5 separate regions of the Mus musculus genome follow, and all the other regions are linked to region 2. The links are chromatin contacts, called in public HiChIP or PLAC-seq and promoter capture Hi-C maps. All regions are on one chromosome and are shown on one strand. Each heading gives the region's core, a stretch centred on a gene start, on an enhancer-like site or on the middle of the called end of the contact. The rest is flanking DNA. Distances are from core to core; before and after follow the strand shown.

Region 1 (4,867 bases), core at 738-3,237, 640 kb before region 2:
CCTTATTTATTGGAAAGACTATCATATCTCTTTCTTCACTTCCCTTCTTGGGTGGGAAGTTCACAAGGGCACGTGTACAAGGGATATGTTTTCTTGGAGTCATACTCTGTAGATGGTCCGGTTAGTTTGCTGAAGGTAACATTATCTAACTGGGACTAGTTATTATTTTGGTAGAAGGCAGTTGAGTCTGAAATACCAGGACTGTATTTAGACAGCAATAGGAGCCTATCCCGAGCAGGTGGTTGTGGTGCATCTAAAATCCCAGCACTCAGAATTCCCAGTGTAGATGCCACTGTGAGGAGTTTGAGGAATGGGAAGTCAGGACTTAAGATTGGGGTGAGGGGGGGCACTAGCATTTCTAACAGAGATCTTTCCCAGGGAACCTTCAGTTTTCCTCCTCCTGCTCCTTACCTACCTCTCCCATTGTTTTTTGCCTCCCTTCTCTTTACTGTTGTCAAACCTCAGCAGAGCTGTTTTTAGATCTGCCTCCTCATAGCCCACATTACCACTTACCATCTGTTTTTCAGCATGCTTTGTGTAGGAAACCCTGGGGACACAAAAGAGGACTAGTGTAGGAGGGCACTAGTGGCACCAGCCACGTTTTAAATCAGTGTTTAATTATTTGACCTTATTTACTCAGCAGAGTCACCCACCAGTGATCTAAGCATCTTTGAAAACAAAAGCGTATTTCTGATTGGCAAATACTACGTTTCTGTTATACTGTTAAAAATAAACGACTAAGTTTGGTGGTGTGCACTTTTATTCTCATTTCTACAGAGGCAGAGGCAGGTGGATTTTATAAGTTTGAGGCCAGCTTGGTCTATATAGTTGGCTGATCCCCTTACAAATATGTACTTACAAACAGATGTGTTGTGCAGGGACTGACAGTCAGGGAACCTAGTTTTGCCTTGTTTGATGTCATCAAGAAAACTAGAGAAATGAAGTTCTTACAGAGGGTTGGTTGTTTATAATAATTGAAATGCTGGAAATTGGTTCCAAAGACAAATATGTTTGCACCTTATAAATCATGTTTTAACCCATAATATATTCAGTTTTTTTTTTTTTTACAAAGAAGCTTTGCGACCGTCTGTCTCACTTAGTATTTTGACTAACCTAGAATTCAGAGCTCTCGGATCTGCTTCCCACCACACCTGGCCCGTTTCATAACACATCACATTCAGTGTTCTAAGTGAGAGTTTCAGGTCTGATACCTGTCCCATGATGAGCTTTGTAACCAGGCACACGTGGGGCAGGGTACAGGTGACAGGTAGGCCTGGTAGCTGATGTGGAGAATGACTGGGAAGCCCTTGTTAGCATGCATATTCTAAGGTGGCCGTGGTGGCGCACGCCTTTAATCCCAGCACTTGGGAGGCAGAGGCAGGCAGATTTCTGAGTTCGAGGCCAGCCTGGTCTACAAAGTGAGTTCCAGGACAGCCAGAGAAACCCTGTTACGAAACAAACAAACAAACAAACAAACAAAAAAAAATGCATATTCTACTTCAGTCAGACTTTTCTGTTCATTCTTCTGTGATTCCAGTTGATGAAGTGAGGACCAAGTGCAGTCGATGGCCACAGTAATGGTGTTCTGTGTGTAGGGTAAGACACTGAAGGTGCACAGCTGTACAGGTGTAGTGTTGTGCCCTTCCATAGCTGCACGGACTTGCATATTTCTTTTTCTGTCAACAGGACTGTGGAATCCACCAGCTTCGATTTGCTGCTCAAGACAGATGACGACTGTTATATAGACTTAGAAGCTGTGTTTAATAGAATTGCTCAGAAGAATCTAGATGGGCCTAATTTTTGGTGGGGAAAGTAAGTGAAACATGGACCGCCAATACCTGATTAAGTGTGATTAATTTAGAATGAAATATGGAAGTTACTTTTACATAGATAAAGTTAAGAAAATTATTGATTATACTCTTCTGGGTTAATATGTTATCACTGTAATCTGAGGGAATTTTGTTTATTTTATTGAAAAATCTCAGGTTTATTAACCAGGAGTCAAAGATGTGGCTTTTGTTTTAGAAGCACACGGTCTCCTGCAACTGTTGTATCCTCTTTGCTTAGTTTGGTTTGGTTTCGGTTAGAATCATGTCTGACACATTTCCTCAGCCATTGCCTCTGCTGCTCAGGACCAGTGCCGGGTTGATGATTTGGTGGGTTTGGTTTCAGTTAAGTATGTCCTGAAACACAGGGTGGGCTTCTCTTAGTTTCCATTCAGAAACTGAGAGCTTATCTAATCTGTATAAACTACCATTGGGTAAATAATTCCTTTCCTTAGGCAGCAAGAATCTTTTTCCTGCTTCATCTCCTTGGTAGTGATGGAAGGCAGCTAGTAGAAGGATATGGCCAGCCATTACAGAGAAGCCACCATTGTAACGTCTCAGTTTCAGGTTGAATTGGGCAGTGGACAGAACCGGAAAATGGCAGGAGCTGGAATACCCGAGCCCGGCTTACCCTGCCTTTGCATGTGGGTCAGGGTATGTGATCTCCAAGGATATCGTTGACTGGCTGGCAGGCAACTCCAGAAGGTTAAAGACCTATCAGGTAACAAGGTCACTCATACAGTCCAGTGTCCTGAGATGTCCCTGAAGCAGAGCCAGCTTACCATGGCTGTCCTTTCTCTGTAGGAGTTACTCCCTAAAGATCAGGGACATTTACCTGACACTTCTCAGACTCTAGCCATGATAACTATTCTAATATTTTCTTTGAGCCTGCTTTCACTGTTTTTAATCTTTGTTTGGAAATGTATTCTGTGGAGGAATGTAAACATTTCTGTTCATAAAGAAGTGCTTTCTTTCTCCTGGCTTGGTTATAGAGTCAGGGACCAAGTATGTATGCCCAGTGTGTTGATGTAAGGTATGTGAGGAAAGGGCTTGATTGCTGTGTGCTTCCTGTCTCCCATCTCTGGCTCATCGTTACACATCTGGGTTGGCTAACTCTACATATCACTTTTTGTTACAAAAACATTAAGAAGTTGGCATTTGCTCCTGAGTAGGGTGAAGATGTCAGCATGGGCATTTGGATGGCAGCCATAGGACCTAAAAGACACCAGGTAAGCAGGTCTGGGATGCTGACCTCTGGGCTCTTGTAGGTGTGCAAGTGAACATCCAACCCTTGGCACCGGGGATAAAAGGCTTCTGGTGTCCCAGCTATGATTTTTAAATTGTGACCTCTCAACTTTTCTGACAGCAGACTTTACCTAGAATTTTATTTCTAAGGACCTAGTGGTGTGGAGGCAGGATGTGTGTGCAAAGACTAAAATGGAAGGTAGGAAAACGGGCTGGAAGGAACAAGATTTTTGCCTCATTTGTTGTATTCATTTCTTGATTCTTAACCTTCTTCTCTGGCTGTAGAAGGTACAGAAAACAGGACACGCACGCAGTGTCTGCCATTCAGAGCCACACGTCCACACTCACTCAGCAGGACCAGAATAAGCTCGAGTCCTGCTGCTACATCATACTCCGCCTTCTCAGCAAATCAGAGTCTTGTGACCTATAGTTTCTATAGGCTGTGTGTGGAGCTTGTTGTTATGTGAAGATCCTTACTGTGACCCCACTTAAATCGTCATACATAGGATATTTATTTTGTTTTGCCCTATGGGGCACTGTCATTTCTAAATAATTTACATTGCCTTCTGGAGCTGAAGAGCCTCTTGGACAGAGGGCTTTGTTCTCTTCCATGTACACAAGGCATAGTGCCCACTCTGCTGCCACTGGTGAGTCCCTCATTCTAGGCGTGCTTTTGAGAGACAGGGATCAGCAGCCTGTGTTCATCAGAAGCATGGTTTTAAAAGATTTTTAGATTTTTACTCAGGATCTGTGTTCTGAGATTCAATGTGTTTCTTCATATACATGTTCTGTTATTCCGTTGAGCAGTATAATACTTGGGACTTGCGTCAGGCATCTTGGACATGCCTGCTCTTACAGCATAGTGATGGGAGGAACTCAGCTTCACTCTCACAGCATTTGATACTTATTCAGATTTGGGTAGAGTACATTTAGGTGTCCTTCCTATCTATCTATCTATCTATCTATCTATCTATCTATCTATCTATCTATCTATCTCTCCTTCCTTCCTTCCTTCCTTCCTTCCTTCCTTCCTTCCTTCCTTCCTTCCTTCCTTCCTGATTCTGTCTTGTATTTCGTATTTGTTTCTCAACAGGACAGCCTGTGGCTGTGTGAGAAAACCTGTGAGACAGGAATGCTGTCTTCTCCTCAGTACTCACCAGAAGAGCTGAGCAAACTCTGGGAACTGAAGGAGCTGTGTGGGGATCCTTGTCAGTGTGAAGCAAAAGTACGATGATCCCCAAACCCCAGGGTCTGTAAGTGCAAGGAAAGCCGTGGCTGGTATACCGTGAGCTGTAAGCAGTAGGGTATTACTAGTGTTTGCACAGATCGTAATCAATCAACTCATACGGTATCATAAGTTTTTATTTATAAATTTAAAGATTATTTATACCAAATTATTTTACAAAAAATATTGCTAACTTTTGATCACTTATACTAATTAGCAACTCATTACCATTTTTGGTTAAATGGCCAAATTCAGAAAATAACTCCATTTGAATCTCCAGCAGGGTTACAAAAAAGCTCTACAAAACTTAATTAGGCCAGAAAGAAACTACAAAGATGCTGTGTGGCACAGGGGCCACATATACCAAAGTCTGGGTTGCTGGAAATACCAGTTTGTGGATCTCTGATACAACCTGACCTTGAAAAGGAAATGTAAACTAAAGTTTGGTATCTTACTTTTAAAGATGTTTATCTACATACATATCATGTTTTCTTTTACTGTTTAAGTAAATCCTGAATGTCTTAGCTTGGTACTGAGACACACGCTCGCTAAACTGTTTTTGTGAGTAGAG
Region 2 (4,562 bases), core at 436-2,935:
CTCTGTGGCCTTTGGGATTGTCTTTTGTTCCACAATTATTTGCCTTTTGATGAGTTTTTACTTCCCAAATGTGTGTGCCATCCTCTTGTAGGGGCCATGTTAATGTTCTCTGGATCACTTGGGTTTTAGTTTAAAATGTGCTGCCAAAGGAAGGACATTTGATAAGTTTCTTAATGGTTATTAGACCGAATGCCCAAGTAGGTCCTTATTAAAATTTTTTTTGTAAATTTTTTAGTATATTTACATTTTTCCTTTTACTTTTCTTGATTATGGACCTAAAATTTCTGTTAACTGAATATCTGATTCTTGCTCTTTGCTGTGTTTCAATTCCTTACTGTACTTTCTAGTCCACTGATGTTTAGAATATGCCTTTACTTCGAAGAGCTGTTTCCTATCTGTGCCTTCAGCCCTTAAATGAAGAGAAGCTTATTTGAGGGCCAAAGTAATCAGGTAGCTGAAGGTTCCAGTTACAAGGTACTTCTTAAGGAAACGTGCTGTTGTATGTGCCTTCTCTGTCCTCCAAATCCAAGCCGGAGAAGGTTGGGGAGTGTTGAGTTTGTGAATGAGTCTTCTTGTAGATTGTGATTGTCAGATTTCTTTGGAAGTTTTTACGTATTTACTGTTTGAAGGGAAAAGGTGTAGGGGGTGGGAGCATTGGAGGAGCAAGGAGGCTAGGGGCAACATTTAATCAGGAAAATTTCCCATTTTCTAATGGTGCCTATTTTTTGTTGGGCTTCTTTCTATCTTGACACCTGTTTACTTACATCACAATAAACTTATTTCTGAGGGAGGAATGGGCTGGCTGCCCTGGATGGGAGAAAGAACTCTGGTATGTTATTAATGGAGTCTTTTTAAAGAATGGTTTTAATTCTTGCCCCCCCCCCCCCCCCCCATTTAGACACACCTGAAGTTCCAAAGCCCTCTGGAATTTGTGCTTGATAAACCCTGGCAGGCTTTGCTGAAGGCATTTACAGCGTTGTTTGTGCCTCAGGGGCAAAATACATCTATTTACCCTTTAGTTTAGAACTAAATAAATTCGTGTGTAATGTATTTGGAATAGCGCTGGCTACAGAGCTTTTTTTTTTTTTTTTTTTTTTTTTTTTTAGTATATTTAAAGCACCGAATGAGATATTGCTCCTGTCTTAAGATTTTGGTAGTGTGTCTGATCTGAGTTACTTCTATCCTTAAAGTAGTACTTGGGACAAGGAAAACACAATTGAAATCTAATACTTAAAATAATACTTAAAAAAATACTTAAAATTAGTTTTGCTTTCTCAAACTCCCCCTCACCTCGGATAACTTTGAACTAAATATCCACAGCCCCTGAAGCTATGCAGTTCTCTGCCCTGTTCGGAAGGACAGCACATTTAAAGGTTCCTTCTATGTAAAGGCCAGGATGATGCAACTAAAAATGCTTCCGAGTGGCGTTTGGAACCTCATGGTTCTCGATTTTTATTTTGCTAAAAATATCCAAATCTGAGACCCAAATAAGTTTTAGCATTCAGGACTCAGTGAGATTGAGACCCAACCCTTGACCCGCCCCTGCTGGCTGGGAGCTCAGGTTTCCGTCGCTTTGGTAGCAGAAGCCGGTTGCCCTCAACAAATATGGTCGCTGCGGTGCCGCCTGGGACTCAAGCTCAAGCTCACCGGGCCGGAACCACGTAATGCCAGAGGCGGGACTCGGCAGGCGGAGTGCCTCTCAGCAGAACAAGGTGAGGACTGACTGGTGAGCTGTCTCTGCAGACTGCCTCTGTGTTCCCTCGCCATGTGCGCATGGTGTCTGGCGCTGCTGGTGAGGATCCGGGGACCAAGGGAGTGAGTGGGGAATAGAGGGAGGTGGAGAGGGAGGGCATGGGCCGGGTCTCGGGGCAGGAAGGGTCAGTACTGCGTCTTCCCTACTCTGGCCTCTAAGCACTAGGCCAGCTGGAGCCTGTTTGATCCGGACTTGTTGGATCAGGCCCAGCGGTGCAGGTGGACATACCAGAATGGGAACCACACTCACGCAGAAACACTTCACCCCAGGCTCTCGCACCTTGTCATAGTCCAACAGCCAGGCTGGCCACCTGGTGTGGTGTTCTGGGTCCTTCCATCTTTTCCTTCAGAATGGGAACAGGAGGCCAGTTGGTTATCCCCTTTGTTCTATTGAAACATTGCTAAGTTGACATCACATGCAGAAATCAGACAGTCTTGATTGCTTGATATTCTAAACCCTGTGGAAATCAAGAGGCAACTCCTTAAAAGACTGTATCCGGGAGTGGCAGCGCACACCTTTAATCCCAGTATTTGGGAGGCAGAGAAAGGTGGATTTCTGTGAGCTCAAGGCCAGCCTGGTCTACATATTAAGTTCCAGAACAAGCAGGGTTATGTGGAGAAACACTGTCTCAAAACACAAACAACAATCCCCCCTCCACCACCACCCCCCCAAAAAAATCCAACAAGCCCCAAGAAAACAAAAATCATCTATTGAAGGAGTAAGAGGTGAGAGATCCTAGGATGACTAGTTTAGGAGAGCCTCTTGTTTGGACAGTTTGTGGATTTTTAATATTAAGCAGTTGTTTTTACATTAAAAAAATCAGTTCTTTGAGAATTTCATATCATGTGTTTGGTTCATATCCACCATGGATGACTCAACCAATCCCATACTCCACCCCTCCTTCAAGACTGCTTTGTACTACCCAAATAGTCTAGGATGTGTGGTCTTCCACTGAAGGGTGGGAGGGAGGCTACACTCCTAGAGAAAACTGTCTCTCCCTCTCCCAGCCGCTCAGAATTGCCAGCAGTTGCCATGCTGGCTTAGGCTTGCGCAGGGTTGGTGCATGCTGTGTCCAGAGGAGGTTTCATTGCAGGTCTTACCTTTTTTCCTTTCACAATGATCCCTGAGCCTTGTGAGAGTAACATATGAGTGTTACATATGTCCCTTTTAGGAATAAGAGTTATATGTAGTCTTTTAGTCTCTGCACCTTGGCCAGTTGTGAGTATTAACAACTGTGTTAATAACTATCTACTGCAATAGAAGCCTCTTAGATGAGGGTTGAAAATACATTCATTTATGGGTATAATAATAAGTCAGTTTACACTATCTAGCAGCATAAAGTGGTAAGTTTTCCCCTAGGGCCTATGACTTCCCTAGCATAGGTTCGTAGCCTAATAATGATGCCAAGTATGGGTTTCATCCTATGGAGTGGCACTTAAATCCTATATATATATATGTGTGTGTGTGTGTGTGTGTGTGTGTGTGTGTGTGTGAATGTTTGGTGGATGTGTAGTCAGTATGGGGGAAGGGGATGCCTCCGTGGGCCCATACTGAGGTCCCCCTGAGGGGCCAGCCACAAGACCACAGTATAGTATAGAATAGTTTATTCAGGGAATGGGGAGGGGAGTTGACAGGGTAGGAGAGACAGAAAAAGGGGCGGGGGGGGGGGAGGAGAAGGGAGGGGAGCGGAGGAGAGGAGAAGATGGCCATGAGCACGTGGAGAGGAATGGGGAGAGAGGGGGACTAGATGACAGAGGGAGAGCAAGAAGGCAAGAGCAAGAGAGAGTGAGGGGTCGAGCAGCTCCTTTTATAGTGAGCCAGGCATATCTGGCTGTAGCCAGGTAACTGTGGGGTGGAGCTTAGACAAAATGTTAATACCAACCGTAAAGTGGCTGGTTACTCCCATAGTATTTGTGCTGCTGTTGTACTGATGGGCATGTCTTGCCAGGCCAGTCATAATTGTAACTCCAAGGATTCACAGATACTATTGAAGATTGCTTTTCTCCTCTGTTAGCCTGCATAACACCTTGCAGAACTATGAAAATTAGCCAGGACAGCTGAAGCTTCTAGGTGTGTACGAGCTCCATTTCGCCATGTCCTATGACTCAAATTGGTGTTTTTAGCAATACGGTCTTAGCCATCAAGTTCTAGATGGATTGGCAATACCACGTTATGTTTGGGTATCTATGAAGCGTCCCTGGCCAGCAACTCCAAAAGATAATCCATTTCTGGGATTTTTATTTGTTAGCCTTATATCTAGTAGAGACATTGTTTTGCTCTGCTGTAAGGTAGTTCCATCTTAGTTTTTTTTGTGTGTGTTTGTGTGTGTGTTGAGAGGTCCTTCGTGTTATTTTTCCTTCCTACATTTTCTCCTCTACCAGACAGTTCACTGTCATCTCAGTTAACCATTCCTGTTCCATTTTCCATTTAACCCTTTCCACCAGTGTGTTCTCTTTCCTCCCTTAAAAGCCCCTCTCTGTGGACCCTTAGTAATGTTCTGATCTCTATGGATATGTTTTCAGTTCTTTATACATTCTAGCCTCTAACCCTCTGTCAAGTGTATAGACGGTAAATGTTTTCCCTATGCTGTGGGCTGCCTCTCTACTCAAGTAATGGCATTTTTTGCTATGTAGAAACTTTTATATTTTCAGGTTTCACTTGTTAATTATTGTTCTTAACCTCTGCACTATAAAGGTCTTTTTCAGAAAGTCATTTCCTATGCCAATGGCTTCTAGTATGTTTTATACTTTTTTTTCCACCTCTATCAGAGTTAGGATATCAGGTCTTAGGTTGAGGTCCTTGATCCAGT
Region 3 (4,970 bases), core at 316-2,815, 950 kb after region 2:
CAAGTTGACCTTCTCTTCCAGGGGCACAAAAGAAGGAGAGAGAGAGAGAGACAGAGAGGGAGAGAGAGAGAGTGAGAGAGAGAGAGAGAGAGAGAACGAGAACGAGAACACAAACCAATGCAAAGCCACTGATGAGAGGTAGGAAAGACCTGGAAACTCAGCACAGAAACATACTGGGGCATTGATTAGGATTTGATGCCTAACATGCCATTTTTGTATGAAGAAAAAAAGGTGAATTCCCCTCAGGTTGTCATTTGTGATTTAAAAATATTTTTGTTCCCTTTTGTCTTGACTATAGTAAATATTTCTATGAGGCTAACAGCACTTATATCCCTAGAGAACTTGTTAGAAAGACACATTTTGGGGAGCTTCTTTACTCCCGACTTCATCAGGAGCCTGTATTGAAAAGCTTTTGGGGGTGAGGCTAAAGTTGAAGACCCATCTGGCTACTTTTCTGTATCACTCTTTTAAGTCTGTCATTGGCATTAAAATATGAAAGGGGGCAAACTCTGACACTAGAGTTTTGAGGGGACTGAGCGTCACCTGTCTTCTTCTTCTTTTTTTTTAATGACCATCTCATTCTGACAGTTTAAGACCCAAAGCCAGCCGTGGCCCAAGGATTCAGTTATGGGAGCCAGGGAACATAACTCCCTTTCTTGTTATTTAAATCCTTTGCTTATGAATCTGTAACATTCTGAGCCTGTCATTTGTTCATCTTTGTCAGCTGTAGTGCAGTAATAGTAGTAGACACTTCATTGAAAAAACTGGTAATTGTTGATCCCCAAGTAATGGATTCCTGGAAACTTATCAGCGTTTAAAAAGTTAAGCTTTGCAAGATGAAATCAGAACGATGATCTAGAGCCATGGTTGCTATTTGAGTCCAGGCTAAGAAGCAGTATTCATTCAGAGTGTGTCCAATTTCAGCTTCCTCTTTATATTTTTTGAAAGGTTGTTTTGGCCCCTTAATTTAAAGAAATGAAAAGAGCTATACACTTTATTCCTTCTACAAGGCATCAAGGAGAGGGCAATAAACAGTACCTGCCTGAGATATTTTAATAAATGCTGCTTTACTGCATCCCACAATAGAAAGCAAATACATGCAATTACTTGCAAATTTCTTCAGTGTTTGTACTTATAAATCTCTGCCTAACCCTTCCCTGCTGGGACTTCAGTTAGTCGTTCTGCTGTGGAACCAGGGCTTTGTTCTCAGGTTCAGCTTCAGCTCAGTCTGGAATAATTCAGAAATGTATTAGAGAGGTTGTGTTCCCAGAAGGCATAAGGAAATAACCTTCAGTGCTGGCCTTAGGGAAATCAGTCCAATCAGAGGTTGGGCAGATTTCTCGATTAAACAAAGAACTAACTGTGCACAAATTACACCTCAACAATTTGTAAGGAGTCCACCTAAGAAATGTCTTAGAGATGGAAAGCTGATATTTTTTTAATCAGGGCAGCAGGGCTGCTAAAGTCAAAATGTCGCCAGCATTTTTCCATCACTCCACAATTAGCATCCCCCCAAATTAAATTTAAAGTTGCATTCATCAGCAATCCTTGGCTTTGAGACCCAGGGCTCGCATTGTCAGATGCAGATGAAAACAGCTGCCCTTGTCCATGTGAGGCCTCAGAATACAGACGAGTGTGCTGTGAGTGAGGCCTTGCATCCTTGAGTGTATATGACTCCGTTCATCTGGAATACATCCCGGGGAGCTTTGGGCTGTCGAGTTTTATTTTAGTAAGTTTCATTTTGGGAACCAGAAAGGGGGTTGAAAGTTATTGCACTTAATGTTGTTGTGACTTCACTTGCTCCTATTCAGTTTGTTCAGATGTCAGTGCCAGAACCTTTGTCAAAATGGATTCCTCGGGAGGGGCCTAGTAGGTTTCAGATATTTAGGAGATCTCTGTACCTAACCATCATCCTTAAGACTGTGTGTGTGTGTGTGTGTGTGTGTGTGTGTGTGTGTGTGTGTGTGGGTGTGTGTGTGTGTGTGTGCGTGAGCGTGTGCGTGTGCGTGTAATGACTTTCTTGCTGGGATGTTTAAATTGTGTTTTAGTAGTTTCATATTTTTTAATGGGCAAGGGACTCTGCTTAAAAGTAGATAGGTGCCCCTCAACATTCCTACCCATAGTGCACATCCAACCCTTGAGCTGAGGTTCAGAAGGAAGTTAACATTGCCTTAAGACTGGTGACATCGTTTTTGGTCAGAAATTACAGCCTCAGGTCCTAAATGCAAAGAACCAACTCAGGATTGCAGGAAGGGTAATTTGGGAGCGTTCAGAGATTTGAGTTCAGCATTTGAGAAAAGAAAGTGCAGGCCCTGTGGTGGCCCACAGCTTTAGATCATCTAGGTCAGTCAGCTACTTGGAGAAGACACTGAGTGTGGTTTCTTTGTCATTTGAAAGGTTTCTTCCTCGAGTGTTCTTTTTCTGTACATAGAAGTCCAAGCACATGGACACATGGGTTGACAGTTCCCGTATTTAATAAATGATAAACAAATAAATATTCTACATACCTGAGGGGCCACACATCACCTGTTGAAGTATTGACTGTTCTGGGGCAGAGGTAGTCATTGCCTTCACTTGCATACCCACTGGTTAGCCCATCAGATTCCAGTGCATAGCTGAAAAACCGTGGTTGAGCTCACTGGGTCCCAGAAGGACTTGTAAAGAGGAAGGGCACTGAGAGGGGTAGGAGGGAGAGAGAGTGGAGTAGTGCATTATTTAGCTGTATGAATTTGTCATAGATGAAACAAATCCGGATAGAATGGTAATCATGAAACCTTTGCTTTATCCCTTTGCATTACTCCATGAATATTTTTGCAGCTTGAGTAATGCTTCATTGCTAGTTTTTCATATTCATTTACTACTTGATGTACAGTTGGATTGTCTTTATTAGGCAATTGGTAATTCATAATTTATTGTATAATATTGATCTGAAAGTGTTCCTGGATATTCACTCTAGTTGTGAGTTTGGAATTGGAAACATAAATTATAGTAGTTTCCCATAGTTTTTGGATCATGTAATTTCTTAAATATATTCTGAAGTGTGATTCTTTTAAAGATTAAGTTATAATTGTTTATGTTTTAATTTTATTGTCCATAGTTAATATTGTATTTTATAAATATATTTTGAACAACAACAAATAGGTCAAGGCCAGGGATGTGGTTGTGATGAGCCATGTGGTAGAGCTCTTAACCATAATTTTCAAGGGCCCTGGGCTCTCACCCTGGAATTTCCTGTTGGAAGGGCTATGAATCAAAGACCAAACTTGCCTCTCATCTTGATTTGTTGATGTGTCTTTGTCACAGTTCTTTGGCTGACCCATGTTCAAAAGGGAAGTTCAAAGAAGCCCTGCCTACCTCCAAGGTTGTTAGGCAGTTTCTATGGGATGGTGTATTGAAAACCCCTTTTCAATTGTGAGAGGGGCCACAAGAGTGACTTGTGAGGAGCAGAAGGATGACTTTGGAATGGTGTCCTTCATCTTACAGCCATAGGGAAACTTCCATACCGCTGGCTTTGACATTTGTTTTTCTTAACAGTACTAGCTTACTTGAATCTGTGTCCATCTTAGAACCTTAGAGACTCATCAACAGTGGTGACAAATGTCACACTTTGTTTTCAATGTCAAGTGAACAAGAAACTTAATTGTGGGAATCAGAGAGTTACCAAGATGTCTGGATATAGATAGTTGCTTCATTTATTTCTTTGAAGTGTTTGTTGCTTGGAAGTTGGGCATAACTATGTTCACTTCTCAGATCTGCAATATGAGATAAGAGATAGGAAATATGAAAAATTTTCAGCTTATAGGTAGGTATTTGCTCAATATTAGTATCAGTCAAAAGTATTGGCTAGTTTTATATAAATTTGGCACACAAACTAGAGTTATCTGAAAGGAGGGAACCATAATTGAGAAAATGCTTCTGTAAGATCCCGCACAGTTTCCTAATTAGTTATTGATGGGGGAGGGCAGAGCTTATTGTGGGTGGTTTTATTCCTGGGCTGGTGGTCCTGGGTTCTATGAGAAAAACAAGCTGAGCAAGCCATGGGGAGCAAGCCAGTAAGCAGTATCCCTCCATGGCCTCTTCATCACTCACGCCTCTAGGTTCCTGCTGGTTGAGTTCCTGTCCTGGCATTCATTCTTCAGCGATGGACTATAATAGCTAAATAAACCCTTTCTTCCCCAACTTGATTTTGATCATGGTGTTTTGCCACAGCAAGAGAAACCCTAACTAAGATTGTGGTTTTTGTTTGTTTTTTAAAAAACTAAGTCATTTTTTTTTAATTTTTAAATTTAATAGGGAATGGATTTTTGAAAGTTAGTGTTAGGAACTTGTTGTTTAAAAGATTTAGTATTAAATTCATTCCTTATATTTGATAGGATCTTCTGACAGCATGATCATCAAATACATTCTTGCATTTGCAGCGTTTGATAATGAACTTTACCATTTACATGGACATATTATTAACCGTGGTGTTGGCCAGCTATGGAGACAGCAGCCGACAGCCCTGGGCTGTGTCTCCCAGACCATGGAATCCTCAGTGGCATGTGGGGCTGGAAAGCCCCAACCTGGGTTTCTTTTAAAATGGTATGTAAATGCACACCAAATCCACATCCATCACTTGGATCTAAACTGTACTGTAAATTAGCATGCATGGCTGTTGAGGTCACACTCTTTACCAGAATGGCTTTAACGTAACTTGGCAGCTTCAGCATAAAACATCTTTTGCTCTGTTTTCCGGCAAGCACAGGCAAAAAGCAAGTCAAAACTGCTTTCAGTAATGAGACCTGATCTTTTTAAAAGCTAGAGTTTCCTGTGTCTCCTGTACCCATTTTCTAATTTACCAGGTAACACAGTCAGGACTGCAGTGCCCTAAGGGGAATTTCCTCATTTAAAATCCTCATCTGGTGGTCATTTTTCTTAAAACTTGGTTATGGCAGTTAGTATCTATGGGACTTTTTAATTCTTTAGACTTA
Region 4 (4,722 bases), core at 954-3,453, 590 kb before region 2:
ATAATGAGGTTCTGTAAGGTACTGAGAGAGAGGAGCCAATCAGATGAGGAACATGCAAATGAGGCTTAGTGCATAACCAATCCGGGTGTGAGACACGCCTCTCCTAGGCCTATAAAAGCAGCACCAGTTCTGGGCTCGGGGTCTTTTCGCCTCTACAATCAATCTCTCCCAATAAACGTGTGCAGAAGGATCCTGTTGTAACATCATTCTTCCTGGCCAGTCGAGCACGCGCAAGAAAGACCCAGAAATGAACCCACACACCTATGGTCACTTGATCTTTGACAAAGGAGCTAAAACCATTCAGTGGGAAAAAGACAGCATTTTCAACAAATGCTGCTGGTTCAATTAGTGGTTGACATGTAGAAGAATGCAAATTGATCTATTCTTACCTCCCTGTACAAAGCTCAAGTCCAAGTGGATCAAGGACCTTCATATAAAACCAGATAAACTTAATCTAGTAGAAGAGAAAGTGGGAAAGAGCCTCGAACACATGGGCACAGGGGAAATTTTCCTGAACAGAACACCAATGACTCAAGCTCTAAGATCAACAATTAACAAAAGTGACCTCATAAAACCGAAAAGCTTCTGAAGGCAAAGGACACTGCCATCAGGACACAACGGCAACCTACATATCAGGAAAAGATCTTTATCAATCCTATATCTGATAGAAGGCTAATATCTAATATATACAAGGAACTCAAGAAGTTAGACTCCAGAGAACCAAATAACCCTATTAGAAATGGGGTACAGAGCTAAAGAAAGAATTCTCAATTGAGGAATCCTGAATGCCCAGGAAGCGCCTAAAGAAATGTTCAACATCCTTAGTCATAGGGAAATCAAATCAAAATGACCCTGAGATTCCACCTCACACCAGTCAGAATGGCTAAGATCAAAAACTCAGGTGACAGCAGATGTGGAGAAAGAGGAACACACATTTTCATTGTTTGTGAGACTGCAAGTTGGTACAACCACTCTGGAAATCAGTCTAGAGGTTTGTAAGAAAATTGGACATAGTACTATTTGAGGACCCAGTTATACTACTCCTGGGCATATACACAAAAGATGCTCCAACATATAACAAGGACACATGCTCCACTCTGTTCATTGCAGCCTTATTTATAATAGCCAGAAGCTGGAAAGAACTCAGATGTCCTTCAACAGAGAAACTGATACAGAAAATGAGGTACATTTACACAATGGGGTACTACTCAGCTATTAAAACAATGACTTCATGAAATTCTTAGGCAAGTGAATGAACTAGAAAATATCCTGAGTGAGATAAGTCAGTCACTAAGGTGGATGGCAAGAAGTGTGCAGACTGTAGCCTGATATAGCTGTTTCTAGAGAGGCGCTTCCAGAGCCTAACAAATACAGAGGCAGCTGCTAGCAGCCAACCATTGAACTGAGCACAAGATCCCTAACGGAGGAGTTAGAGAAAAAAAGACTGATGGAGCTGAAGGGGTTTGCAACGCACAGGAAGAACAATATCAACCAACCAGACCCTGCAGAGCTCCCAGGAACTAAACCATCAACCAAAGAGTACACATGAAGGGACTCATGGTTCCAGCCCCATATGTAGCAAAGGATGGCCTTGTTGAACATCAATGGGAGGTGAGGTCCTTGGCCCTGTGAAGGCTCGATGCCCCAGTGTAGGCGACTGCCAGGGCGGCGAGGTGGGAGTGGACGGGTGGGTGGGGAGCACCCTCAAAGAAGCAGGGGAAGGAAGGATGAAATAGAGGGATTCCGGAGGGGAAACCGGGAAAGGGGATAACATTTTAAATGTAAATAAAATATCCCCCTCAAAAAAAGGGAAAAAAATCTGAATACTCCTCTCTGCCCTCCCACCACCCTCCACCGCTGTCCACCAGAAACGTCAAAAGGAAGAGATGGCAGCATCACTTGAGACCCACGCCCAGATGTTAACGGGGGAGGGGTGGGGAGGATCCAGAAGGCGCTTGGCGCAGGCGCACTAGCCTTCCGCTGGGTCAGCCCACAATGGGGCCCAGCCGACCGGAGAAGTCTCGGAGCAGAAAGCACACACTCAGGCAACCCAGCCCCATTGGGCAGCTCGCCACCTCAGCTCCACGACCTTACGAAGCTCACCTTCCCTCTGCCGGTCTGTCAGCACCCAGAGACCCTCACGCAATCAGCGACGAAGCTTTCGGCTCTAGGCGGAAGTATCTGGAGACCGGAAGTCCCACCTCCGCAGAGGAAGTGATGAAAACCACTTTAGCCCTTCCAAACGCGAACCCTATTGTCGCGAAGTGCTGGTAAGGTAGACACCGGAACTGCAACCCCGAAGGACTGTGGGACCAGTCGATTTTGCGTACTGTAGTTGATTCAAGACGCGAACTAAAAGTTCATAGCTGGGCGTGATGGCTCATGGCAATTACAATCAGCACTGGGAAGGTCGAGGCAAGAGAGATGGGAGGAGCGGAGGGGGGTTCATATCTAAAAAACAAAAATGTTTCATGCTTATGGGCACTAAATCACCGTAGGGAGTTCATAGTTACATAGAAAGGTGTAGTGTTGATCCCTCCAGAACTGGAAAGAAAAAGTTAACCAGCTAAGGCATGAGGGAGAACAAGAGTAAACGCAATGTTTTAAGTAAGTCACCACTTTAAACAAGACGTTCCTATGAATCGAGTGTTTTGGTTTATTTTTAGATGTTAAAAAGCCAGTAACTATTTCATTGAAAACAAATTTAAGATGCTATGTATATAAGCATATCGCAATGTGACCCCTCATATTGCTATACCTGAAGCTGGCAAAAACTTACTTGGAAGAGCTCCGGCTTTGCTGGATCCAAGTCAGTTTGACCAGACAGCACCACGAAAACAGTAATAAAAGAGTGCTGTAATTCAATCCAAGAGGAATTGCACAACTCTGCTGGGAGACATAATTAATTATAAATCTGTTTTATTGCACAGCAGTGAACGAGAACCCTGTAGTGAATCTGTTGTCAGTGGTTAATGAAAGATGAAATAAGCTGCCAGAACCTTTCCTGTTTGAAACCGTCTCAGTAGTCATAGAACATGACTCACTCTTGCCTGGAGGGGCTAAGCTACTATTGTCATTTGGCAAGTCTCCAATAGAAACACAGACCTTCAGATGGGAGCGTTTTTCAAGGACAACATTTCATGAAGGTGCTGCTGCTGATTGTTTTGAGACAAAGTCTCACGTATCCTAGGCTGGCCTCAAAACTTGCCAAAGTCAAGCTGGGCGTGGTGACGCCCACCTTTAATCCCAGCACTCGGGAGGGAGAGGCAGGCGGATTTCTGTCACCTAACTACCAAAGTCAAGATTGGTCTTAATTCCTTAATATCCTGCCTCCATCTACCAAGTGCTAAAATCACAGGCTTGGCCCACCATGCCAATATCTCCACATTTATTGTAACTTCATGCTTTTCAAGGAAGTGTTGATACAAAACACATGCTAGAAAAGAGATAGGCTATTCTGAACCAAATTTAAGTGATCTTGGCCCAGAAACGTTTACTGAGTTTACCCTGAATGACTTACTGTAGAAGAGATCATTTGAATTTTTATACTTTTACACAAGAACACATTCCTCTATATCTCCCAAGTTCTCCCTACCTTCTACTTCCCGTGATTATTTTGTTCCCCCTTCTAAGTTGGACTGAAGCATCCTTACTTTGGCTGGCCTTCTTCTCGAGCTTCATATAGTCTGTGAGGAGGAATATTGCTAGCTTTGCATGTGTGAGTCTTTAGGTTTTATCCTTAGAACTGTCAAGAATGATGATGGTGGTGATGAAGAGGAGGAGGAAGAGGAAAGATACCTACTATTGACCCTTGGCATGACAGGCACATACATGCATACTCACATACAGAGGTACCCATACAAATAAGTACACAGAAGAACATTCTAGTAGCTTGAGGTATGGGCAGGTGCAAGGGGCTATTGCCAGAGCCAGAGCTGCTGGTTAAGCCTGATCAAGATGACAACCTCCCAAAAGCACCGAGACTTCGTGGCAGAGTCCATGGGGGAAAAGCCAGTGGGGAGCCTGGCTGGTATTGGTGAACTCCTGGGCAGGAAGCAGGAGGAAAGGGGCTTTAACAAGGCTTATAAAGAATGATGAAGACCTCTTTAGAGAATGGCTGAAAGACACACGTGGTGCCAGTGCCAAGCAGTCCTGGGACTTTTTTTTTTTTTTTTTTTTTTTTTTTTTGGTTTTTCAAGTCAGGGTTTCTCTCTGTGTAGCCCTGGCTGTCTTGGAACTCACTTTGTAGACCAGGCTGGCCTCGAACTCAGAAATCGCCTGCCTCTGCCTCCCAAGTGCTGGGATTAAAGGCATGCGCCACCACCGCCCGGCAGTGATGCCTTCTTATAATGTTCTCTGGGAACCCCTCAGCCCCCAGCCCCAGCATAGAGTCTCTAGAGTCTGCAGCAGGGCAGGGCTCCTCCCTGTCCTGCATGAAGAAAAAGATGGCTGTTGCCACCTTCACCTCCTATGTTCTCCAGGGTCTTTGGGGAGTTCTCTCCCCTCAGCATTTCCACCTTTCTGGAATCCTTGCCCTTGCATGCCTTTCCCTTCCACCTCTCCCTGCAGTTCTGTGGCAACAGTTACCAGCCTTCCTGAATGGATTCCTGACCCCCTTCTCCCTCATTATCTGTTGGATGCCCTTTGGTTCCTTTCCCTTTTTTTTTTTTTTTTTCTTTTTTGGCAAAAACAGTCACTGTCCTTATAAAATATTTTTAAATT
Region 5 (4,569 bases), core at 1,797-4,296, 700 kb after region 2:
CAAAGAGAGCTCTAGAGGGGACAAACAGATATCTATGGGAAGGGGAAACAGAATAGCTTTTGCTTCCCCATGGGCTGGGGTGGGAATGGGAACAGAAGAGATGAGGTTGGGGAGGGAGGGGTAAAAGGAAGAGGAAGAGTACAGATAAAGACATGTGAAATAGGTGGGCCCGAAGAGGGTGTTCTGGAGACCTAGTGCAGTGGAAACTTCCTGGAACCTATGAGGGTGACCCTAGCAAGGACTTCTAATAATGGACAATTTGTACCTGACCTGGCCATCTTCTTTAACCAGACAAAGCTTCTAGTGGTAAGACTGGGACACCAACCCAGCCACAAAATCTTTAATCCTATAATCTGTTCTGCCTGCAAGATACACTGGAACAATAGTATCTCAGAGCTGTGGGAGTGATCAACCAATGACTGGCCTAACTTGAGCTCTAACTCACAAGGGGAAGCCCATGCCTGACCCTGCCTGTGTGCCTAAGAACCAGAAGTTGGATGGCTCAGAGACCTAGGGTAGAACCAAACATGACTGGAAAAAGAAAAATCAGAGAGGCTTCCTCTAGGAGTTAATGGGAACAAATGCAGAGACCCACAGCCAAACAGTAGGCAGAGGTTGAAGAACCCCATAGAAGAGCAGAAGGAAGGATTGTAGGAGCCTGTACTGGCTAGTTTTGTGTCAACTTGACACAGCTGGAGTTATCACAGAGAAAGGAGCTTCAGTTGAGAAGATGTCTCCATGAGATCCAACTGTAAGGCATTTCCTCAATTAGTGATCAAGGGGGAAAGGCCCCTTGTGGGTGGGACCATCTCTGGGCTGGTAGTCTTGGGTTCTATAAGAGAGCAGGCTGAGCAAGCCAGGGGAAGCAAGCCAGTAAAGAACATCCCTCCATGGCTTCTGCATCAGCTCCTGCTTTCTGACCTGCTTGAGTTCCAGTCCTGACTTCCTTGGTGATAAACAGCAACATGGAAGTGTAAGCCAAATAAACCCTTTCCTCCCAAACTGGCTTCTTGGTTATGATGTTTGTGCAGGAATAGAAACCCTGACTAAGACAGAGCCAGAGCAAATGAGGACACCGGAGAACACAGCCCACAGAATCAATTAATCAGGGTTCATAGGGGCTCACAGAGACTAAAGTGGCAATCACAGAGCCTGCATAAGTCTGTTTTAGGTCCTCTGCGTACATGCTATGGGATTTAACTTGGGGGTTTTGTGGGACTCCTAACAGTGTGGATGAGGGTGTCTCTGACTCTCTTGCCTGCTTTTGGGGCCTTTTTTTTCTCCTAGTGGGTTGCTTTATCCACCTTTGATATGAGGAGAGGTGCCTAATCTTATTGCACCTTGCTATGCTGTGCTTGCTTGATATCCCGGGGCAGGGGGGGGGTGCTCTTTTCTAAAGGGAAATGAAGAAGCAGTGGATCTGGGGGAGAGGGGAGGTGGGAGGGGCTGGCAAGAGAAGAGGGAGGGGAAGATGTGGTCGAGATGTATTATATAAGAGAAGAATAAAGAAAAAGAAAAATATATAATAGGAGCTACAGAAATATATAATAGTGGCTCAGCTTAACGTGGTTCTCAACGGGTGGGTCATGACTCTTCTGGCAAACCTCTAGCTCCGAACGCATTTATATTATGATTCATAATATTAGCAAAACTACAGTTATGAGGTAACAATGAAATAATTTTATGGTTAAAAGGTTGCAGCATTAGAAACGTTAAGAACTTCTGGCCTCAGTAGTTACAGTACTTCCTGCTCTTCCAGAGGACCGGAGTTTGGTTCCCTGCATCCAAGTCAGGAGGCTCGTAACTACATGTAATTCTATCCATGGTATCTGCTGCCTCCTTCTGGCTTTTATGGGCACTGCACTCATGTGCTGCTCATATATTCAGATGGAGATAGCAACAAAAACAAATAATTTTTTTAATGTAATAAACAAGGAGAAAAGAAAACTGAATATCCTGTGTGTGCTTCTCTCTGTCTCTCTCTGTCTCTGTCTCTCTCTCTCTTTCTCACACACACACACATACATACATACACAGGCTATTTTCATAAAAAAATATCCATTAGAGGCTGGAGAGATGGCTTCTGCTAAGAGCACACACTGCTCTCACAGAAGACCCAGGTTCAGTTCTTAGCACCCATATCAGGTGGCTCACAATTCCCTGCAAATCCAGTTTCATAGGATCTGACCTTCTCTTCTTGCCTCTGTAACAAGCATGTGGCAAATACATAATATAATTTTTATAGAATTAAAGTGCAATATTAGGGTGACCAAGCATGTAGCAAGATTGCTGTAGTGCCATCTTTAACTCAGCATACTAGGCTAAACACCAAGGGTGCCTGTAAGGCCCATCCCAAAAACAGCTCAAATTGTTGCAGTTCACTCCTGATAGTGGTGTTCTTATTTGGAGAACTGTCATCTTTGTGCCATTCCCTTAGGCACCGCATGTTATAAGACCTCAGTGCTTTGTATTTACTGAGTGAACAAAATGCCTAAAGTTGTAGTTGAGTAGGATAATGAATTGGAAGCCTTCACAGACAATGTATCTCATCCACATTATTCTTCTATCACTGTCCAGGAATCAATGCCAGAAATATGATTTTTGCTCTGTCGATATTATTTTGTTTTCAGTCTAAGGTGGTTTAACTATTTAGGAAGAGCACTTGTTTTGTTGTTTCTAGACAAAGAACTGCTAAGCAATATTTTTTTTCCTTATAACATGTTAGTTTGGTTTCTTGGACTGTCATTTTGACTAGGATTTAAAACAGACATTGTCAAGAAGTTAGAAAATACCCAAATTAGAGAGTTGGCAGCATGTCATTAACAGACTCATCTGGAAACTGTGCCTGCCCGTCAAGACTGTTTGTAAATCTGGAGATAATCATGGGTACCTGAATATTGCAGTCAAAGATAGGATTCTATAGAATTGGAAAGGCATATAGTAACTAAGGTAATTGTTATGTCCAGAGTCCTAATGCAAGCTACTCAATTCCAAGCAATGGACACTAGAAATTAAAGCAATTTCTAAGAAATCAGCAAATGTATTTTCCTGGGCTGGGACAGAAAAGAGAATTCAAATCCAGACACAATATATAGCCTCTATTGTTCCATTTCAGAAACATAAAGTCTTCTATGTCATTACGTGTCCTCAGAGATTGATCCCAATTGAGAAGCCAGCACTAGGAACATAACTAATATTTACTGCTGGCTTGGTGAAGACACTGAGTAAAGGCAATCCTAAACAAAGAGACTCTGACCATATTGTGTCGATTTCAGGGATCTGAGAGGCAACTGAATTCGTCATGACCTTAGGACAGATGTTTCCACTCAGTTTTTCAGAGCCATAGATGGTAATCAACTTACAGCAAATCTTTATCTCAGACACAGCCACCTGGCTTCCTTGAGCAAAACAGCAGCATTTTAGCAGATTTCTGGGCAGAAAAGCTTTGAGAAATACAAAGAAATGGGATGCTTTGTAAATGCCAGTCATGGTGGGTGCTCAGAAAGAGATCTGATTTGGATCAGAAAGATTGCAAGATACATTCTGTAATCAAGGACCTTAGGCCAAATGGGATTTGTGTATCAGGCTACCCTTAGAAGATAAATTTCAGACTCACCAGACTTTAATGTATAAAAACCACCTGTGTAGTGCTGGAGAGATGGCTCAGCAGTTAAGAGTGCTACTTGTCCTTTCAGAAGACCTGGGTTTTTTTCCTGGAACCCACATGGTAGCTCACAACCATCTATAACTCCACTACCAGGGAATCCAGTACGACTTCAGGCACTGCCTGAATGAAGTACACATACATACACTCAGGCATACTCATAACATTAAATGCATTTTTCTTTTTAAAAACTAACCTGCAGCTTTGTTAAAATGCAGATTCTGATTCAGTGGTGGGTCCTAAGCATGCATTTCTATGTGTCCTCAGTAATGTTGATGTGCCAAGTCCAAAGTCAGACTAAGGAGATCCTAAGTTGCCACAGCCCTGGTCTGGATTGTCACTGCTCCAGAGACCACAAGACTTACTTGGCCCTCCTCAGGTCACCTGGGGGACATTGACTCATCTACTGAAATCAAACTAAATTTACATCTTCCCTCCCCCTCTCTTTCTGATGAGACTCTAGAGAAGCTCACATGTTGATTTGGGATAGTTTGCTATTGTGATTAAGTGAAAGAGATTCAACAAGATTTCGATGGGGAATAAAAGAATTCTCTTTCTGAGGAAATGTTTAATTCTTGCTCTTCCAGTTGATTTGTAGGGGTGAGGGTTTAAAGTTTAGATCTAAAATGCTACTCACTATTCTTTTCCTAGTTTAATAGTTAGCTGCATTTGAGCAGAAACTGGGCACAACTAGCTGTCAAATCCAGATCTCTGATCTCCCTGTGACAGTGTGTGATTCTGGGCTCTGCTTAAAGTGTTCCTTTGATTAAGACCCACTGAACCCAGGCCTGAATTGCTCATAGCAGCCTTGGTAAAACAACTGAGTAATCTACCAACTGACGTGACCAGTGGAGAAAACCAACTCAGGAGGGAATGGGGCCCAAACTCCATGGCTACAACAGTGA

Evidence for each region. Promoter capture Hi-C pulls out the DNA fragments that hold promoters and counts their contacts. HiChIP or PLAC-seq counts read pairs in DNA pulled down with a chosen protein or histone mark.
Region 1: a promoter capture Hi-C map of liver shows a contact between it and region 2, with 2.8 times the contacts expected there. The contact joins the enhancer-like site here to the promoter of AW209491 in region 2. A contact is called at or near these places in 21 of 39 promoter capture datasets (the 3T3-L1 cell line, 3T3-L1-derived adipocytes, the C10 cell line and 16 more), 1 of 15 datasets of contacts at CTCF or cohesin (the NIH/3T3 cell line), 4 of 484 Hi-C or Micro-C datasets (the G1E-ER4 cell line, adipose-derived mesenchymal stem cells, embryonic fibroblasts and 1 more), 14 of 115 datasets of contacts at active chromatin or transcription factors (the 230-238 cell line, the NIH/3T3 cell line, astrocytes and 11 more) and 4 of 9 other capture datasets (adipose tissue, embryonic stem cells, liver and 1 more).
Region 3: a contact with region 2 is called in an H3K27ac HiChIP or PLAC-seq map of acute myeloid leukemia, with 7 times the contacts expected there. The contact joins the enhancer-like site here to the promoter of AW209491 in region 2. A contact is called at or near these places in 11 of 39 promoter capture datasets (the 3T3-L1 cell line, 3T3-L1-derived adipocytes, the HPC-7 cell line and 8 more), 5 of 115 datasets of contacts at active chromatin or transcription factors (acute myeloid leukemia, bone marrow-derived macrophages, embryonic stem cells and 1 more) and 1 of 9 other capture datasets (adipose tissue).
Region 4: a contact with region 2 is called in a promoter capture Hi-C map of pre-B cells. The contact joins the promoter of Tbce here to the promoter of AW209491 in region 2. A contact is called at or near these places in 16 of 39 promoter capture datasets (the 3T3-L1 cell line, the C10 cell line, the HPC-7 cell line and 11 more), 6 of 484 Hi-C or Micro-C datasets (B cells, CD4 T cells, LSK cells and 3 more), 14 of 115 datasets of contacts at active chromatin or transcription factors (bone marrow-derived macrophages, craniofacial prominence, effector CD8 T cells and 10 more) and 1 of 9 other capture datasets (liver).
Region 5: a promoter capture Hi-C map of stem cell-derived epiblast-like cells shows a contact between it and region 2, with 5 times the contacts expected there. The contact joins the enhancer-like site here to the promoter of AW209491 in region 2. A contact is called at or near these places in 5 of 39 promoter capture datasets (cranial neural crest, embryonic stem cells, frontonasal cranial neural crest and 2 more), 2 of 115 datasets of contacts at active chromatin or transcription factors (both in embryonic stem cells) and 1 of 9 other capture datasets (embryonic stem cells).

What each region holds. Positions count from the first base shown.
Region 1 is chr13:13,992,729-13,997,595 of GRCm38.p6, forward strand. B3galnt2 (UDP-GalNAc:betaGlcNAc beta 1,3-galactosaminyltransferase, polypeptide 2) reads left to right here. Exons shown (of 12, transcript NM_178640.3): 9 at 1,687-1,812; 10 at 2,388-2,547; 11 at 2,999-3,055; 12 at 4,165-4,867. The coding sequence ends at 4,305. Among named protein-coding and RNA genes, the nearest start is that of B3galnt2, 40 kb to the left of the region's middle. Within about 2 kb of position 1,988, at least 14 of the 459 cell types and tissues checked have an H3K27ac peak or open chromatin away from gene starts, as enhancers often do. A contact at or near this core is called in hippocampal neurons and liver, where this site is marked.
Region 2 is chr13:14,628,573-14,633,134 of GRCm38.p6, forward strand. It overlaps AW209491 (expressed sequence AW209491), which reads left to right and starts at 1,686. Exons shown (of 2, transcript NM_134067.4): 1 at 1,686-1,792.
Region 3 is chr13:15,576,061-15,581,030 of GRCm38.p6, forward strand. The region is part of intron 3 of Gli3 (GLI-Kruppel family member GLI3); the gene reads left to right. Among named protein-coding and RNA genes, the nearest start is that of Gm6556, 110 kb to the left of the region's middle. Within about 2 kb of position 1,566, at least 15 of the 459 cell types and tissues checked have an H3K27ac peak or open chromatin away from gene starts, as enhancers often do. A contact at or near this core is called in second pharyngeal arch cranial neural crest, where this site is marked.
Region 4 is chr13:14,037,435-14,042,156 of GRCm38.p6, forward strand. Tbce (tubulin-specific chaperone E) reads right to left here and starts at 2,204. Exons shown (of 17, transcript NM_178337.3): 1 at 2,104-2,204.
Region 5 is chr13:15,327,930-15,332,498 of GRCm38.p6, forward strand. No RefSeq gene overlaps it. Among named protein-coding and RNA genes, the nearest start is that of Gm20043, 45 kb to the right of the region's middle. Within about 2 kb of position 3,047, at least 3 of the 459 cell types and tissues checked have an H3K27ac peak or open chromatin away from gene starts, as enhancers often do.